Linked DNA regions of Hordeum vulgare: region 2 is linked to region 1. The links are chromatin contacts, called in public Hi-C maps. All regions are on one chromosome and are shown on one strand. The core of a region is the stretch at or near the end of the contact, and the rest is flanking DNA. Distances in the headings are between cores, read along the strand shown.

Evidence for each region. Hi-C and Micro-C count contacts between places; a contact is called where the count stands out from the background.
Region 2: a Hi-C map of seedling shows a contact between it and region 1, with 4 times the contacts expected there. The contact joins the promoter of LOC123395686 here to the promoter of LOC123395473 in region 1. A contact is called at or near these places in 3 of 6 Hi-C or Micro-C datasets (leaf and seedling).

The regions. Positions count from the first base shown.
Region 1 is chr5H:387,095,919-387,100,550 of MorexV3_pseudomolecules_assembly, reverse strand. LOC123395473 (probable protein phosphatase 2C 67) reads left to right here and starts at 2,431. Exons shown (of 11, transcript XM_045090479.1): 1 at 2,431-2,599; 2 at 3,478-3,889; 3 at 3,961-4,069. The coding sequence starts at 3,543.
Region 2 is chr5H:387,356,890-387,361,521 of MorexV3_pseudomolecules_assembly, reverse strand. It overlaps LOC123395686 (ubiquitin-conjugating enzyme E2 36-like), which reads left to right and starts at 1,850. Exons shown (of 8, transcript XM_045090719.1): 1 at 1,850-2,017; 2 at 2,118-2,145; 3 at 2,438-2,524; 4 at 3,336-3,394; 5 at 3,804-3,845; 6 at 3,921-3,994; 7 at 4,570-4,632. The coding sequence starts at 1,982.

The sequences.
Region 1 (4,632 bases), core at 1,182-3,681:
CAGATTATTTTGACACTCCAATAAAATCACATAAATTATGTATTGGACCTAAAAGTTTTTGTTTTTGCACAGAATCAAACAAACAAGTATCCGCACTATCCCAAAGCTTTTACTTAGCACCTTATTTAAATAAAATACACACAACATGATTACTACAGTAGCTTGATCATGTGGACACATAAAAATAGAAAGGAAAAGTGTTGTGTTGTCTTTCAACAAGCGTGTTCCTTTAATGTTTTTTAGCTAAGTATGATGATTTCAATGATGCTCGCACAAAAAGTAATAATTGAAACATGCAAAAGAGAATCATGAATCACATGACAAGAACATTTAAGTCTAACCCACTTCCTATGCATAGGGAGTTTAAAAGAAAACAATTTATTGTATCAAGAATCAACTTGCATAGGAAGGCAAAACAAGCATGACTTCAAAACTTTGAACACATAGAGAGGAAACTTGATATTATTGCAATGCCTACAAACATATGTTCCTCCCTCATAATAATTTTCAGTAGCACAATGAAGGAATTAAACAATATAACTATCACATACAACATTCTTTTCATGATACATAAGCATAGAATTTTCATTACTACCCACACAAGCAAACATATTATCATTCATAATAATGGTGGGCGCAAACTCAAGAAAACAACTGTCATGTGATACTTTATTGGCATAATCCAATTAAACATTAAAATCATGATGACAAGTTTCATGGTTATTATTACTCTTTATAGCATATATGTCATCATCATAATCATCATAGATAGCAACTTTGTTGTCATAATCAATTGAAACCGCTTCCAAGATAGTGAACTCATCACTAAATAAAGTCCAGACCTCTCCAAATCAAGTTTCATAATTATTCCAATGAGATTCAACACCCTCCAAAATAGTGGAATCATAGTACCTAGAGTTGACACTCTTCCAAACCCACTTTCATCAATATAATCATCACAAATAGAGACACGCTTTCATCATAATAAATTTGCTCATCAAAACTTGGGGCACATCTTTATAAAAACATAGCATCCCAAAGCTTGTGGCTTTGCATACCATTAGCATCATGGATATTTATAGAATTCATACTAACAAGATTGCTATCACACTCCTCATTCAATGATTTAATGCCAAACATTTTATTGAACTCTTCTTCTAACAAATTGGCACAATTTTCTGATCCATCATTTTCACGAAAGGCATTATAAAGACAAAGCATTTGAGGCCACCTGAATTCCATTTTTTTGTATTTTTATTTTATAAAATAAACTAATTATAAATAAGAAACTAAAAGACTCAATTGCAAGATCTAAAGATATACCTTCAAGCACTGACAAACGACGCTAGAAAAGAGCTTGATGTCTACTACACAATTTTATTCTTGTAGGTGTTGTTGAGCCTCCAAGCGTAGAGTTCTGTAGGCGACCCAAATTTTTCCTCAAATGGATGACCTAAGGTTTATCAATCCTTGGGAGATGTAGGATGAAGATGATCTCTCTCACACAATCCTGCAATCGAATACAAGAAATTTACTGTTTCCCAACACACTCAATACAATGGTAAATTATATAGGTGCACTAGTTCGACGAAGAGATAGTGATACGGGTGTAGTATGGATAGTAGAAATAGATTTTTACAACGTGAATAAATAAAAACAGCAAGATAATAAGTATTAAACATTGAAAAAACGTTATATAAATGTTTGGAAATAAGGTTCATACTTTTACTAGTGTAAACATATGATCATCCTTCAACGTGTGATAAATAATATTCATTGGGGAAACGCTTTCACCCGGCGCGCCGGTCGAATCGTTGGCCGGTCGCGCGCAGGCCGCGCGCCTAGCTGGCCAGGTGTATGCAACATTTTTTCATCAGATTTGCTGCAACCATGTGTGAATTTGATACAAACGTTTTTCATTTTTGCTACAATCTGTCCATTCAAAAAGCTACATCCACGTTTGGTTGCAACTTGAGTTCGTTGGATTTTTTGCTACAACCGGCATCATTTTTTGCTGCAACCGTTCACTAAAAAAGTTGCATACGTGTTCGTCAGAGTTGCAACCCGAGTTCACCGGATTGTTTTGCTACAACCTTTATTTTGTTTTGCTAGTACGCACCATCAACTTCGGTTTTTTTGCTACGATCATCTAAATATTTTTTTTGCTACAATTATATTTTTGTTGCAACTGTTGACTAAAATTGCTGCATCATGAACGCAATTTGTTGCATCGAAGAAAATTTGCTGCATGGATAGATCTAACAATGCGCTCTGCAGATCTGACGGTCGCGGACGTTCAATACTGACCTATTTTTTGTGCTTAGTTTATATCTTTTGAACTAAACAGTTGCTCCATTACTTTCATTATATCTTGTGAGTGGCCCATTTAAAGTTGGGCTACAATGGACCTTCTTCTACTAGCCCATAGTCCAGACGAGACGTGTGACCGCTTGTTATCGTCCCATCGATTCCCCACCGGCCAGACCCCCAGCTACCTCCGCCGCTCCTCGCCGGCGACATCGGCGAGCTTACGGACCCGCCCGTGGCCCCGAGATACAAGTTCCACCATTCCCGGAGGTCACCTGTCATCACCATCCGGGTTCTGGTTAGCTATACCCGTTTTGTTCTTGTTCTTACCGGCACTTGTTGGGGTTCCTCCACTGGCGACACCTCGAGATTTGCTGATATTTTGCGGTTGCCCATTCGATTCCAAAAGAAAAGTCTGCTATTGGTAGCTGCTTAGTAGATTTAGGTGCTCCTTTGATTCTAGGACCAGTCTCGTAGCCATAATGGGAAGCAAGGCTGTACACATCGCGAAATCACGTCATGTTAACGTGTGGTTACCCCATAGAACCAGTCGATATGTAGTCGCTTCATTGAAATCCCTAGGTTTCTGTGTTGTCTGAATCTAGTTAGGGCAATATGTTGTTTGATGTGGGTTGACCACCTAGTTACCAGTCCTTTTCTTTTTTGGGGAAAACAGGAATAAAATTATAGCTTTGACTTTGAGGGAACATCGATTATCATTTCCATACATCAATTTAGTTTATCTGTGTGAGCAGCCGCGATTCTAGGCAGGCTTCAACAGGCTGAAGCCTGCCCTCCGAAATTAAAATCCAGCCTATCCCAGCCCATCTCAGCCTAGTTCCAGCCCATCTTAGTCCAGTTTCAGCCCTTGTACTGAATTCGTCCTAGATTCGCCACTGTGTGTGAGCATGTATTGATGTTTCGCTGATATCTTTGTATAGGCATTTTATATATGCAGGGTTATTGCTCGTAAGTACTATGCTACTTATGAGATCCGTGACACAACTAAGTTGGTGGGCTGGTTCTTGTTTAGCTTGCCTCCTTGCTATAGTTTGCCTAAGCATATCTTTCTTCTGCTACTACACAGTTAGCGCCCTCCATTTTTTCCGTCAAACCTTTGTTTTTAGCTTCTAGGCAACATTTCCTGACATTTATGTGTTGTTCATCCAGTGGTGCCTTAAATTGGTGAAATCGATACACTATTGGAAGCTTTAGAGTTTAGTCTCATTATATCCATGACTCATCAAAAGCGTGAAGCCAGTTCCAGCAATGAAGATTGGGAATCAAAGCGCCCAAAAGGTGCTGCCACTTCTACTGAAAAGGATTGTCACGTGGAGACTGCTAGTTCTCAAGAAGCAAATGGCGAAAAGAGAGACACCTCTCAAAAGGGAAGCAACTTGCCGCTAGACCCATGCATCTCGGATGAGAAATCCACAACCATCTCGAAAGTTCCAAGTCAGCAAGAGATGATACTAACTAGTATTGAAGCCGATGCTGCAGAAGACAAGGGCTGCAGGCATACAATGGAGGATGCCTGGGTAGTGCTTCCTGATGCTAGCATGGGATCTCCTGGAAATTTGAGGTGCCCCTCTTTCTCTTCATATTAATTACTTGCATGCAATGTATGTAGCTAATGTAAGTAGCTTGATGCAGATGCGCACATTTCGCAATATATGATGGGCATGGTGGCCGCTTGGCTGCGGAGTATGCACAGAAGCACTTACACCCGCACGTTATTGCTGCAGGATTACCACGTGAGTTGGTCTGTTCACATTGTCTGCTTCTGTTCAATGTTTTCATTAATCATTAGTATGTTATGGTGTATTTGTTCTGTCTTCAGTTGCTCATACATAGGGGTGCAAGCAGCATCGTGCTTCGTCCCTCGAAACTCACCAATTAGTTCCTCATTTACTTAAAACTAACACTGCACTTGTACTATGGTATTGTCTGCTAGCCCGCCCCGCTTGCATCCCTACTCATATAGATGGGCCTTTTTTTACCGTTACCCCCTTTTTTTTTTTCATTTTTTAATGCTACACTCAGATGGTTTCTTTGCATCTTCCTTGGAATGGTGTTTCAGTAATACTTTTCCTGATGTTTTCTTCTGCTTCTTTGTCTATTTAACTACTGTCTCATCGGAGTTTTAGTAATTTCTATCCTCATTTTTTCTTCTTCTCCTTCTATGCCTACTCAACTGTTGTCTCCTAGGTATATTGTTTTAGGAAATTTTATCTTCATTTTATCTTCTGCTTCCATGCCTATTTAACTAATGTTTCCCTGGAATATCTTTGTGTGCAATCAAGGCGAAGCTTTTCATGATAGCTT
Region 2 (4,632 bases), core at 601-3,100, 260 kb before region 1:
TAGTCAGGCGTCACACTACACTGTACGTCGTCTTTGCCTTAGGCGCCACACAGTATAGTGTGACGCCTATGCCTTAGGCGTCGCACAGTGTAGTGTGATGCCTAAAACAAAGGTGTCCCAGAAAAGGGTCAGCTAATGATTTTTTTTCGCAGACAATCCATTTTATGAATTAGTTTCATTTTTGGATCAAAATTTTGCATTCCTAACATTCGTTGGAATGCCAATGATTTTTATCCAAAAAAAATTTGCAGTAGGATTCAAAATGACCCACATTCCGTTTCTCCTGAACTATAATTGTTACGTACAACACATTTAGTAACTTCTATGCAGTGAGTATCCAAATGACCCACATTCCGTTTCTCCCTTTTGACCAGCTGCACTTTCTCGCACCGCTTCACATCATCGGCTCTAGCACACATACGATGGCACTATATGGTCCGTCCAAAGCATGGATGCATAAATGATGCACAATACACAGAAAAGAGGAGTATAGGGCATGTACAATGCATAGCCTCAGGGTGATGCCTCGTATGTCATGTAATATCAGATGTCAGAAAAATTGGTTCGGATGAAGAAGCGGGATCCTTTGCAGGAGGCGGGTGCTTGAAGAGAAAAAGCTGAAAAAATTAGAGTGAAAAGTAGAGATGCATATGTATTAAAGTCTTTATTTTTTATTTTTTGATGAGGCCCATTAGTGATAGCTTGCATTGAAAAGAAAATAAAATCAATATAGATGCCTCAAGTTACTTTTTATTATAGAACATATGTATCCATATGTCATCATTGTACCTGTCTTAAACCCAGTCTACAATTGGTCCTAACTTGATTTTTCAGGCTGAGCCATGAAAAAGCATCTTTCAAACATGGAGAAGCATGTTCTCTTCAAATTCAATTTCTATTATACTAATATTTAGCATAGCATCAAACATAATTTTATAAATTTGCTACATCAAGTCTAAAGTAAACAACATAATAAAACAAGTGTACTCAAACTTTTAATTTAGTATCCTCACCAAAAAAAAAACTCTTAACTTAGTACTATCAGCGTATAGAAAAATTAGTAAGGTTCGTTAATAAAAATAATATTATCAAATTTCCATGAGAAACATTCACAATCTAAAGTCATCGTTTTATATTCATATCAAGAACTAGAGTCAAAGTCACATCTTGAAGAATGTCTATATTTTGGATGAACCACTTTGCTGAACATCTACGAAAGAAGATGTACTGCATATCTTATCGTTTTTTCTAGCAATATTGGTTGTTTGAGTGTTGGTTGCAAGTGTCAAGATTTGACATCGTTAAAAATCATTTGCGAAAACATCAGCATCACTCCAAATTTAGGTAGCAAACCAGTTCCAAAAGAAAAAACCAGGCAGCAAATGAGAAACAATCTAAATCCTACTCCCTCCGTTCCTAAATATAAGTCTTTAAAGAAATTTCACTAAGGGTCTACATACGGAAGAAAATGAATGAATCTACACTGAAAACATGTCTATATACATCCGTATGTAGTCCTCTAATGAAACCTCTAGAAAGACTTATACTCCCTCTGTTCCTAAATATAAGACCTTTTAGAAATTGCACTATAAACTACATACGGATGTATGTAGACATATTTTAGAGTATACATTCACTCATTTTGCTCCGTATGTAGTCTTTTAGTGAAATCTCTAAATGTCTTATATTTTGGAATGGATGGAGTATTTAGGAACGGAGGGAGTATCTCTCTACAATAGCGTACCATGCAGTGTCACTGTCTTGTGGACCCGACCCCACATATCATCCGGAGCAGTACCCAAGTCCCAACCCCCTCCGCACTATAGTATAGCCTCATAAAACCCCCAAACAACAGGGACCAAACTGCACACCAGGAAGGATCATTGTTCGCTGACGCCGCTTCCTTTGGTACTTCCCCTTCCTCCTCCCCTCCCCTCCCCTCCGCCGCGATCGACCACGAAACCCTAGCCCTAGCCCCGCCATGGCCAATAGCAACCTCCCCCGCCGCATCATCAAGGTAAATAACCCTTCCGTGCGCTCCTGTTCCGTCCCCTCCCACTTTTCCCGCTCCTTTCCGTGCGATTTTCGTGATTTTCGGTGGGTGTTGCTTCCTGCAGGAGACGCAGCGGCTGCTCAGCGAGCCAGGTGAGATCTGTGATGCCTCTACTCAGAAGCAGATGCTGTTTTACGAGTTTGTTTTTGCCCTATTTTTGCTCCGAATCAGTTGTAGTAATCTCCAGTTAGCTTCAATAGATCCTCTAATCTCTTGTTTGTTTATCTCGGTTAATTAATACTAAAGCTTCAGTTATTTCTACTACCCTATGCATTCTGACTGTGAAGAGTCGGTCCCTACTTTAGCTGTTCCTTAAATATGTAAAGACAATCTTGGGATGGTCTGTTGAGGTTCCCGGGCACTGTTCTTGTTATGTTCTTGCAGCTCCTGGGATCAGCGCTTCACCATCGGAGGAGAACATGCGCTACTTCAATGTCATGATCCTTGGCCCAACGCAGTCGCCGTATGAAGGTGTCAAATATTCTCCTTCCGTTCTTCTGTTCTGTACTTTAGTTGCCTTTGGCATTAACTGCGGAGTTGGCAATGCAATGCTCTAATTGGCTGTCGAAATGGTAGACCAATTTTAGGACCCAATCAACTGTACTAAGAAAATTCATCGCAGTATGTGGATTCTTATAGTGATTTGTAGCTGTTGGACATGACTAAGGATAGCTCGAGCTTAATTTTCTTAGAGAAAAGTGATGCCATAATTAAGAAACAAAGAAGCCATATTTATTGTGTGTCACAATTAAGGGAAATGACATACAGTCTAACCTCGCTGTGCGCGCGCACACATGGTTTCACACACTTCATAGGAATTTCGGCGCAATGCAAGTAGCATTCTTTTGGTTAGTTATTGAACGTTCTTGTTTCTGCAAAATTCATGGAAGCATCATTTGTTTCCTGAAATATAAGCATCTGGAAAATGTGAGGGTTGTATCTTCTGCTGGTATCACATAGATAGCACCATTGTCCTGAGATGTATCGCTTTCCAACTCCTGACTCCTAAATAGGCTTGCAATTAAGTCACAATTTTTCCCCGTATCTGGAAATGCTTGAATGTCCTGGATGCTCCCTGTAATGCTAGTAGTATCTCAATTCTCAACACAAACTTCTGATATGGTTCATTTTGTCATGTGATGATTACTGCATCCTCTTTACCTCCATTATTGCATTCCTAGCTCCTTAGTTATTACGACTAACTTATCTTTATGTTGTTGGCTATTTCAAACATGTAAATCAGTATCCTCTCTTGTTAACTGTTAGTTTGATTACTTGCCAGGAGGAGTATTCAAACTTGAGTTGTTTTTACCTGAAGAATATCCAATGGCTCCGCCAAAGGTGTTTCATTGTTGCTTTATTTCAAGTATTGCAGTGCTATGACTTTGTGGATTTGTAATTTTGGTGATGTTTTTTCCAAGTTTCATGTAGACTAAGTTCTTATGTGCATTCGGTTCATATGAAGCCCTAAACCCTAATGATCTCGGTTGGATATCATCATGTGATTCTTCTAATGTATCATAGCTGAACACTTAAATGTTGGATATCATCATGTGGTTCTTCTAATGATCTCGGTGATTCCTGATTAGTCTGAGGAAGATGTATTCATCATCATATTTAGTATTGAGAGGACCTAGATTTGTCTGGTTGTTTTGTTAAGATTTCAGATTGAGTGGTTACAGTGATTTAAGGTCTACATGAATTTATACATTTTTTCTGACTGAAGTTTTGATTTGATCACTGTAAACAGGTTCGCTTTCTCACAAAAATTTACCATCCAAACATTGACAAGGTAAGTTTGTTATATTCTGATCCTTTATATACGTTAATAAATTATAATGGTTTTCTTAATACTTACATTATACAGCTTGGGAGGATATGCCTTGATATCTTAAAGGACAAGTGGAGTCCTGCCCTTCAGATCCGAACAGTTCTTTTGAGGTGAATGTTCCTGCTTCAGTAGTTTTTTTGTTGATATGTGATGACAATTTGTTGTACTCCGCATTTGGTGTGTTTGTTCATAAAGAAGCCAGTACTGATATAGAAACCATATATCAGCTCCTCTGGACTAAATAACATTTTTAGTTTCCTGAAATGGATATTAGAAATGGGACATTAATTCTACATTAAAAAGCTTTTGTAGCACTTAGCAAATGTTTCACACTAAAAAGCAGGATGCATAATCATTATGCTGAGACCCTAGAAGAGATGAAAGATTTCCTTAAAGCCGACGACACTAATTGTACAGTACAATGGAGCTGCTGGCACTCTGCCACCACAATCGCCAGTAAACTGGTGGCAGAACTGACATGTGTTTCTGTAATAGAGTACGTATAGGTGTACGTGACGTGGCTCCTTCAGTACCTTGCTGTGTCCGTTGTTTCACCTAGGAGCCACTGCTAGTGTTTACTTGGAAATATTTGCTGAAACATAACCAGAAAGCACAAACGAGTTGAGGAGAACGAATCAATCTTAGCTGAACATCTCATTTCTTTCCACTTGATGTTCCTTTTCAGTATTCAAGCACTCCTCAGTGCTCCAAATCCTGATGATCCGCTTGCTGACAATGTGGCAAAGCA